Linked DNA regions of Cricetulus griseus: region 1 is linked to region 2. A link is a contact called in public Micro-C data. All regions are on one chromosome and are shown on one strand. Each heading gives the region's core, a stretch centred on a gene start, on an enhancer-like site or on the middle of the called end of the contact. The rest is flanking DNA. Distances are from core to core; before and after follow the strand shown. Region 1 has its middle 18 kb from the start of Eif4g3. Region 2 overlaps Eif4g3 (eukaryotic translation initiation factor 4 gamma 3).

Region 1 (3,949 bases), core at 834-3,333, 220 kb after region 2:
ATTCCCGGCACCCACATGGCCACTCCAACTGTCTGTTAACTTCAAGATCTGACACCCTCACATAGACATGCAGGCAGGCAAAACACTAATGTGCACAAAATGAGAATAAATAATCTTTAAAAAGAAGTTTAAGATAGGTCATCCTCAGCTACATAGCAAGTTCATGGCCTGCCTGGGCTACATGAAATTCTATCTTAAATAACCAATCTGGGGTACTCCTGCGCATTTCTTTTTCTTTTTCTCTCTTTCTGTCTTTTTTTTTTGTTGTTGTTTTTTATTTTGTTTTTAGAGACAGGGTTTCTCTGTGTAGCTTTGGAGCCTGTCCTGGCACTCGCTCTGGAGACCAGGCTGGCCTCGAACTCAGAGAGATCTGCCTGTCTCTGCCTCCTGAGCGCTGGGATTAAAAGCATGCGCCACCAACGCCTGGCCACTCCTGTGCATTTCTAATCAACATCAATCAGCTTAACAAATTATTTAAGATGACAGTGTATCGGTCAGGCAATGACACACCTTTAGTTACAGCACTCAGGAGGTAGAAGCAGGCAGATCTCTGTGAGTTTGAGGCCAGCCTGGTCTACAAAGTAAGTTCTAGGACAGCTGCTGTGACACGGAGAGACCCTGTCTCAAAAAAAAAAAAAAAAAAGATATGTTTCAGAACATCTGTTTATGCTGCATTTGTTTAACAGTGTAAAGAAAGATGTGCTGCTGCTCCCCTTGCCTGCCTAAGGCATCTGATTGTTCTAATAAAAAGCTGAATGGCCAGTAGCTAGGCAGGACAGGGATAGGTGGAGCTTGTGGGCAGAGAGAATGTGTAGGAGGAATCTAGGCTCCAGAACAGAAAATGGGAGGAGAATAAGAGGGAGACACCTGGGGTCAGCCTGTCAGGCAGCCGCCAAGCAGCCATGGAGGAAGCAGCGAAAGCTGGACATACAGAATGAAAGAAAGGTAAAAGGCCCTGAGGCAAAATGTAGATGGAGAGAAACAGGTTAATTTGAGTTGTAAGAGCTAGTGGGACAAGCGTACGATAATGTCAAGCATTCATAATTAATAATAAGTCTCCTTGTCCTGATCTGGAAGCTGGTTTGTGGCCCAAGAGAAAGCCTGTTACAATGACAATGACAACTAAGTGGCTGTAGTGTCCACCAGTCCCGAAGCTCTCACCCAGCACCACACCCACTCACATAGGCACTCTCTCCCCGATAAGTACATTGGGGTTCTGCTTGTGAGTATGCTGGAGTTACAGTTTAGCTTGGGGGGACATTGGAATCATTTACAGCATGGACCTTTCTGGGCACGGCCAGGCTATGCCTCTGCGCTTCTTCTCATCTCCGAGTGAAGCGGTGCAGCTCTTTGTGAAGCCATTTGACCTTAGGCCCATTGCTGTACTGGAGTCTGGGAGTATTTAAAGGCTTCTCTAATCCCTCTAAGCACAGTATACCCTGCTGGCTCTCTGGTTCACAGTTAATGACTTCAGATCATTTACATTTCCCAGTTATTCTGAAGACAGGGCTCTGTTGTCTCCACGGTCCTCAGCTGGAAGGGCAAGCTCGAGCCCTGCATGAGGAGGGCCACTGCTGATGACGGCAGAGAAGCGACATGGGGGCTCAGGACTCAGGGCTGGGGACCAAGAGGCCATCTGTTCTCTTGGTTGTTGGGAAAGGGGTCTGTTAAGAGTACCGATGAGGCAGGCAGCGGTGGCGCATGCCTTTAATCCCAGCACTCAGGAGGCAGAAGCAGGTGGATCTCTGAGTTCGAAGCCAGCTTGTTCTACAGAGTGAGTTCCAGGACAGCCAAAGCTCTAGAGGAAACGCTGTCCCAAAAGAACAAAACGGTACTGATATCTGCAGGCTGGGGCCTGGGGGACATTGGGAATCTGACAGGAGATGTTATGTGTCCCTTCTTGGGAAAGGGGTGGGCAGCAGCCGGTGCCACCTCTGTCCCATACATTCCTGGGTGTGATGCCATCAGGAGCCAGGAGAGAGGCCTGGAGCATTCTTCCTGACACCTCAAGAAGGACCCAACCCTGTCAACACTTTGATCTTGGTCTTTGAACCTCCAGAACTATGAGATAATGAATTTCTGTCATGTTAGTCAGCGAGTTTGTGGTTTCTGTGTTGGCTCAGCAAACCCACACACCCTAGTTGGAAATAGAAGCCTGTGTGGACTAGGAGGCGAGAAAGGGCTTCCTGGAGGAGTTGCTATTGTGTGGGGCCTTGAAGGACGGGAAGGAGTTTAAGAGGCAGAGAAGCCAAGGGAGGTCCATCTCATGCTCCCACAGGAAACACATCACCCAATAAGATCGAACATTCATACACATGGCACTTGGTACAAGTACTTTATTTTAATTACAATAGTGCCACACCAAAACTACAGTAGCACAAAACATAATAATACAAAAAATAGATTCCCCAGCTCCAAACCCTATGTCCTTGTACCTGCAGGGAAGCTCCCAGGCTTGAGAGCAGGGGTCTTTCTGAGAGCAGCTGCCCTTCTCACTTCTGCCTTCCTCAAATCTCTGGAGGGCGCAGGGCGGGGGTGGGGGTGGGAGGTGGGGCCGGTGGCTGCCGCTTTTGTACCCATCCATCTCTGCTCAGCCTGGGCCTTTCTGCTGCGGCTGCCTTGCACCCCCTGAGCAGTAACTGTATTGCTGAACCCCAGCTCAGGATCCTGCTTCTACATACCCGTGCTGGCCTCTTTCCAGGACTGCCTCTCCACAGGGAGGCAAGAGGACGGAGCAGGAGGGGCAGAGGCTGTGGGCCCAGAAGGCCCACCTCCATGTGGCAGGGCATGGTTCCACTCACCTTCCTACTTCCTGTGTAATCTTTCCCAGAAGAGCTACGAGACCTTGAACATGCTTACAGGGATCAGGGACATTGTCAGGGGCCAGTTTGCAGCTCCCTGCCCCAGGGCTAAGGCTAACCCAAAACGAGCAGGGCCAAGTCAGCATTTCTGGGCTTCCTGGCCAAGAAGGACTACGGTATGGGGGAGGGGGGTGCTGTGCAATGTGGGAGCATGGCCTGCCAAGTGGTGTCACCACTGGACTCACAGCTCACAGAGGCTTGCCTCCCTACAGCCATCATGAGAACCACAGTGAGCGCCACCTAGCGGGAACCCATACATCTACTATCGGGTGACTTCCCTGTAGGCCAGATGGGGCTGGGAACCTTTCATCCGAAGCCTCCTCTGGCTCACAGACGCTCCCCCAACCCCCATGAGAGGAAACCCGCCACCTAAAAGAACTGGTTTAATTCAACTCCAGTGCCAAGGGAGGCTGGAAGCCTGAGAGAGGTCAACAGTTCCCAGCACTGGCCATCTGGAATGGCTGCCCCATAGGCAAGCTGGGATGGTAACCCTCCTGGGAGAGGGGCTATGGTGTTGGCTTTTAGTCAGGACACTTGGGATTCCATGGAGAAAGCCAAGGGCTTCAGGCAGGGGCTGCCTCCTTGGTGGAGTTCAGGGGCCACAGCCTCGGTTAAGGCACTAGAGAATGGGTCCTGGGAACCAGGCCAGGCAACTCTGGGCTACAGAGCTTGGAGAAAGAACTGGACTACTTTCCCTTTTCCTTTATCATGGTGCCAAGGGTCAGCAAAGCAGACCACTTCAGGATATTGGAATTGCTACAGAGAGGCCACAGGTCCCCAAGGCCAGAAGAGGTGGGATGGAAAGAAAGACATCTTCGGAGAACAGTGTGCATCTAATGGGGGGGGTGTCTCAGTCCCAAGGGGCTCCTATGGTCTAGTCCAGATTGCTCAGGGGCCCCATAGGAGGCCCCTACTCTGGCCTCGTCGTGCTGCCACAGCTATCAACTTTGGGTATCAGCCCATCCTTGTTGGGGTTCCTATGGCTGGATTCCAGAGACAGGGCCGGTGAGCTGAGAAGGTCACACCCAGAAGGTAGGCCTCTCAGCTGGCTCCTCCCTCTGCCTGGCCTGCATCTCCTGTCTGCACGG
Region 2 (3,939 bases), core at 933-3,432:
AAGATCTGATGCCAGGGGTGGGAGTGGGGCAACAGAGAGAGGCAGAGAGAGAGAAAGAGAGACAGAGAGAGAGAAATGAGGATGAGAGAGAGAGGGGGGAGGGAGAGAGAGGGAGGGAGAGAGAGAGAGAGAGAGAGAGAGAGAGAGAGAGAGAGAGAGAGGATCTTTCTTACCTTGTTCACCCCAAACCTTCTCAAATCTGGACTAACAGCTATGTCTTAACACAAATGTGAGGTGCATCTGAAGGGAAGGGAAATTTATTTTTCTGCTTTTCTATTATACAAGTTGTTTACAGAAACTGCAAATTAAAAAATTACACACTGGCATTTGCAGTCCTTAAAATAAATTAAAAGTTCTCAACTGTTTTTTTTTTTCCTTTCCTTTTTTTTTTTTTTTTGCTTTTTTTTTTTTTTTTTTAAGTATGAGTCCTCGTTTAAAAAGAAAAGATTAAAACAGAAAATATTTTCTATAAATAGTACATGTATTTTGGTTTCCGAGCTCCCGCCCTCAGGTCTGCTGTCTCCTGGTTCCAGCACCTTTATCCTCCATGATCACCTGTTTCCTTTCCCTCTCCCACTCGTGCACACGTGGGGTTTCTGCGAGAGTTGGCCTTGCTGCACTGTGATTGGCGAAGACGTGAAACTTTTTAAAAAAATACTTAAATTGTTTCTTTTGTTTCGTTTGTGTATTTGAAGTATTAGTTATCCTCAGACTCCTCTTCCGCTTCCCGCAGCCACGTGAAAAATGCTGTGACAGATTTGAGGGCCACGCCCTTCCCGTTCTGCTCTGCAGGGTCCTTGCTGCTCTCCCATTTGTAGAAGGCATCCTCTGAGATCACCTCCTCATCATACAGGCAATCAAAAAACATCCGGAGCAAATCTGCAAGTGGGTGAAAACAGCCATTGGTCTGGGCACTGCAGTAGCAAGGGGAAGCAATGGTGTGTGAATGAGTAAGCAATGCAAGCAGTGGACGAATGAATGAATGAATGAATGAATCAACGCAGGGAATGAGTGAATCAACACAACCAACTACTGCTGGCTTCCTAGGACCATGCACCACACGCTCTGGATGGGTGCCGAGGGACGTGGCACCTATTTGCAGAAGAAAACCCTAAGCAGCTACATTACCTTTATACCTTTATTTTATTCAAATCCAATGATGTTCACATACTGGTGAGGCTGTCTCCTATCATGTAGTTACCAAATTAAACAATTTAAAAATTCTAAGGCTGTACTGAAAACAAAGAGTGACTACATGAAAAATGCAGGCCCAGGTGATCTCTGCATTTTGGTATCTTAAATGTCTCAACTTTTTGAACAACTGAAATTATTTTTCTCTTACAGTGGAAACTTGTATTACTACGCAAGAAAGGGATAATGCTGTTAGAGACATTAAACTCCTTTAAATGTAGTTATTCTTCCTTTAAGAGTTCCTTGGAAGAGAGTTCAACCCACAGCACTGCAAGAGAGAAAAAGAAAATTCCTTCATGAAGGTATTTCACTATGTAGCTCTGGCTGGCCTTGAACTTACGGAGATCCGCTTGCCTCTGCTCAGTGAGTGCTGAGATTAAATGTGTGGCCTTTAAGAGTCACTTGTAGTCAGCTTCCTGATCATCACACTAATGGACTCAGCAGTGAATGAATGATAAATGCCAATAAATATGAGAACCAGACAGATTCTTAGTTACATTTTTAGATTAATTTTTTAACTACATTATCTAACACTGAAATAAATCATGCACCCCCCTCCCCAACCCAACTAAAATAAAATAAATAACTCTAGTTGATCTACAGGGGCATGGAGCAAGGCCACAAGTCTGTCAGCTGCAGGTTTCCAAACCAACAGTTCTCAGGATGACTGAGGTCAATATGATTCCTAATGTCAACCAAGCAGTCATTTCATCAGACAGCATCTCATCTGAAAAGCTAGTGTCATCTTCTGCAAGAGCTCAAAAAAGCACGCTGTCCTGTTACATGACCTCACATGATTTTGGGAGAAGGAAAAACAATTACAGTTTTGGATTCAGACTTACGTTCTGAGGATAATTTGTTTTAGCCCTTTCTGTCTCCCAGGAAGATTCAGGGGTACTTTCACTTTCCAAGTTGCGAAAGCCATAACCCAAGCAGTGTCTGGGAACCACTCAAGGCCGTCCCTGAAATAAGCTCCACCCATGTGCACAAACTGCAGTGAATTCCTGAGGGCGTGAATCACTGGCCAGCACCTAACACTAGGGTGTGCGAGTAACTGATGCCTTAGCAAATGCCAGTGGCTCAGGATGCTGAAATCACTGGCCAGCCTCAAAGCTATTCAATATGCTTCTGATATATCCACATAGGGTCAACTAAATACAAGTTAAATAAAATGGAAGATTCAGAACTTAGTCACCACGGCCACAAGCATCTTAGGTGACCAGGTCCCCACAATGAGCAGTGGATTGTATACACATCCACCGTGACACAGGAGGTTCCATCAGATCTGGCCTATGGAGAGGATCCACCTTCTATACCAGGTTTACTTCTTTTCTTTGAGAAGATATGCTCCCCTTGCCCTTAGCCACCCCCATATGCTGGGATGAAGTGCGCTACCTGCATAGTTCAACTAGACTTTTTAAAATTATATTTAAAATTTTATGTGTTTGGGTGTTTTCTGTACATGAACATTAGAGAAAAATACATTTGCTACTGTGCACCAAGTACATGCCTGGTGGCTCTAGAGACCAAAAGAGGGCGCAGGATTTCCAGGAAGTGGAGTTCCAGATGGTTGTGAGTGGCCATGTAGGTGCTGGGAACTGAGCCAATGCTCTTCACAATTGAACTGTACCTTATACCTCTTTAGGCCCTAAACTAGACACCCCAACCCCATCCAGGCTTTTTGAGACAGTGTTTCTTTGTCCAGCCCTGGCTGTCCTGGAACTTGCTCTGTAGACCAAGCTGGCATCTGCCTCCTGCGGGCTGGGATTTAAGGCATGCACCACCACTGCCCAGCTAAACTAGACGTAGCATTTTTCACACAGGTTTTCACATGGTTGATTCTAAAGGTTGCTGCAAGTCGTCCTACTGCCCATGTCCAAACCCCAACTTTCAAGTACTACAAGTTCTCCTTGATAGGTTGGCCTCTCTGTGCCAAGATGGGAACTTACTGGCAGGTTGGTCAAGTTTTACTATTGACGCTTGTAGTGCATAAAGTGCTTGCAGTTCCTTCTCTGTGTCTGAGTCTAGGTACTTGAGTAAGATGGGCACTCTCTGCTTGATCACGGCAGTGTCCACTCGGAAGGTAGGACAGTCAGCTGCAGGGACAGTAGAACCAGAGTCAACACAATTCTGTTGCTCTGAGCACAGCGCATATACACACATCTGGGAAAAGTGAGGTAAGGGGTCCAAAGCAAAGACTGGAATCTGTACATTCTTTTGTGGTACTGGGGATGGGACCACGTGTCTCACATACTAGGCAAGCACTTCCCACCAAGCTGCATCTTCAGCCATTCCTGGCCTTATTTTGCGACAGTGTCTCACTCACTAAGTCGCCTAGTGAGGCCTTAAATATTCTCTGTAGCGGTTGACCCTGCTGCCTCAGCTTTCGAAACAGCAAAGATTACAGGCCTCTGGTACTAGTGCATTTCTAATGGTACATTATATAAAAAATGACATAAAACCTGAAGGGGAAATGCACGTTGAGTGCAGATTCCCCAACTTGCAGAAACTGCAAGTTCCAAGACCATATAAAATCAGATCATGAAATGCAAAGCTGACAATTGTACTTCAGATGCTAGGAACTGCTAACAACAAATGTCACTCACCTATAATAGCTGCTTTGCAAACGGCCGTCATTAAAGCTCTAAGGAATGTAGGCGAACTCATCTGGCTCTCGTCTAGATTAGCCTGGAAATGAAAACAGAAGGAATGTATGTTAGAGCAAGGTGCTTGCACTTGTCGGGAAAT

The links. A called contact is a pair of places that touch in the nucleus more often than the background predicts.
Region 1: a contact with region 2 is called in a Micro-C map of the CHO-K1 cell line, with 5 times the contacts expected there. The contact joins two enhancer-like sites. A contact is called at or near these places in 5 of 8 Hi-C or Micro-C datasets (the CHK-Q cell line, the CHO-K1 cell line, fibroblasts and 1 more).

The regions. Positions count from the first base shown.
Region 1 is chr2:15,372,233-15,376,181 of CriGri-PICRH-1.0, forward strand. It overlaps a transcript of Ece1 not described here. Among named protein-coding and RNA genes, the nearest start is that of Eif4g3, 18 kb to the left of the region's middle. Within about 2 kb of position 2,084, at least 2 of the 6 cell types and tissues checked have open chromatin away from gene starts, as enhancers often do. A contact at or near this core is called in the CHO-K1 cell line and fibroblasts, where this site is marked.
Region 2 is chr2:15,151,284-15,155,222 of CriGri-PICRH-1.0, forward strand. It overlaps Eif4g3 (eukaryotic translation initiation factor 4 gamma 3), which reads right to left. Exons shown (of 34, transcript XM_035439492.1): 32 at 3,798-3,879; 33 at 3,141-3,287; 34 at 1-879. The coding sequence ends at 698. Among named protein-coding and RNA genes, the nearest start is that of Hp1bp3, 16 kb to the left of the region's middle. Within about 2 kb of position 2,183, at least 2 of the 6 cell types and tissues checked have open chromatin away from gene starts, as enhancers often do. A contact at or near this core is called in the CHO-K1 cell line and fibroblasts, where this site is marked.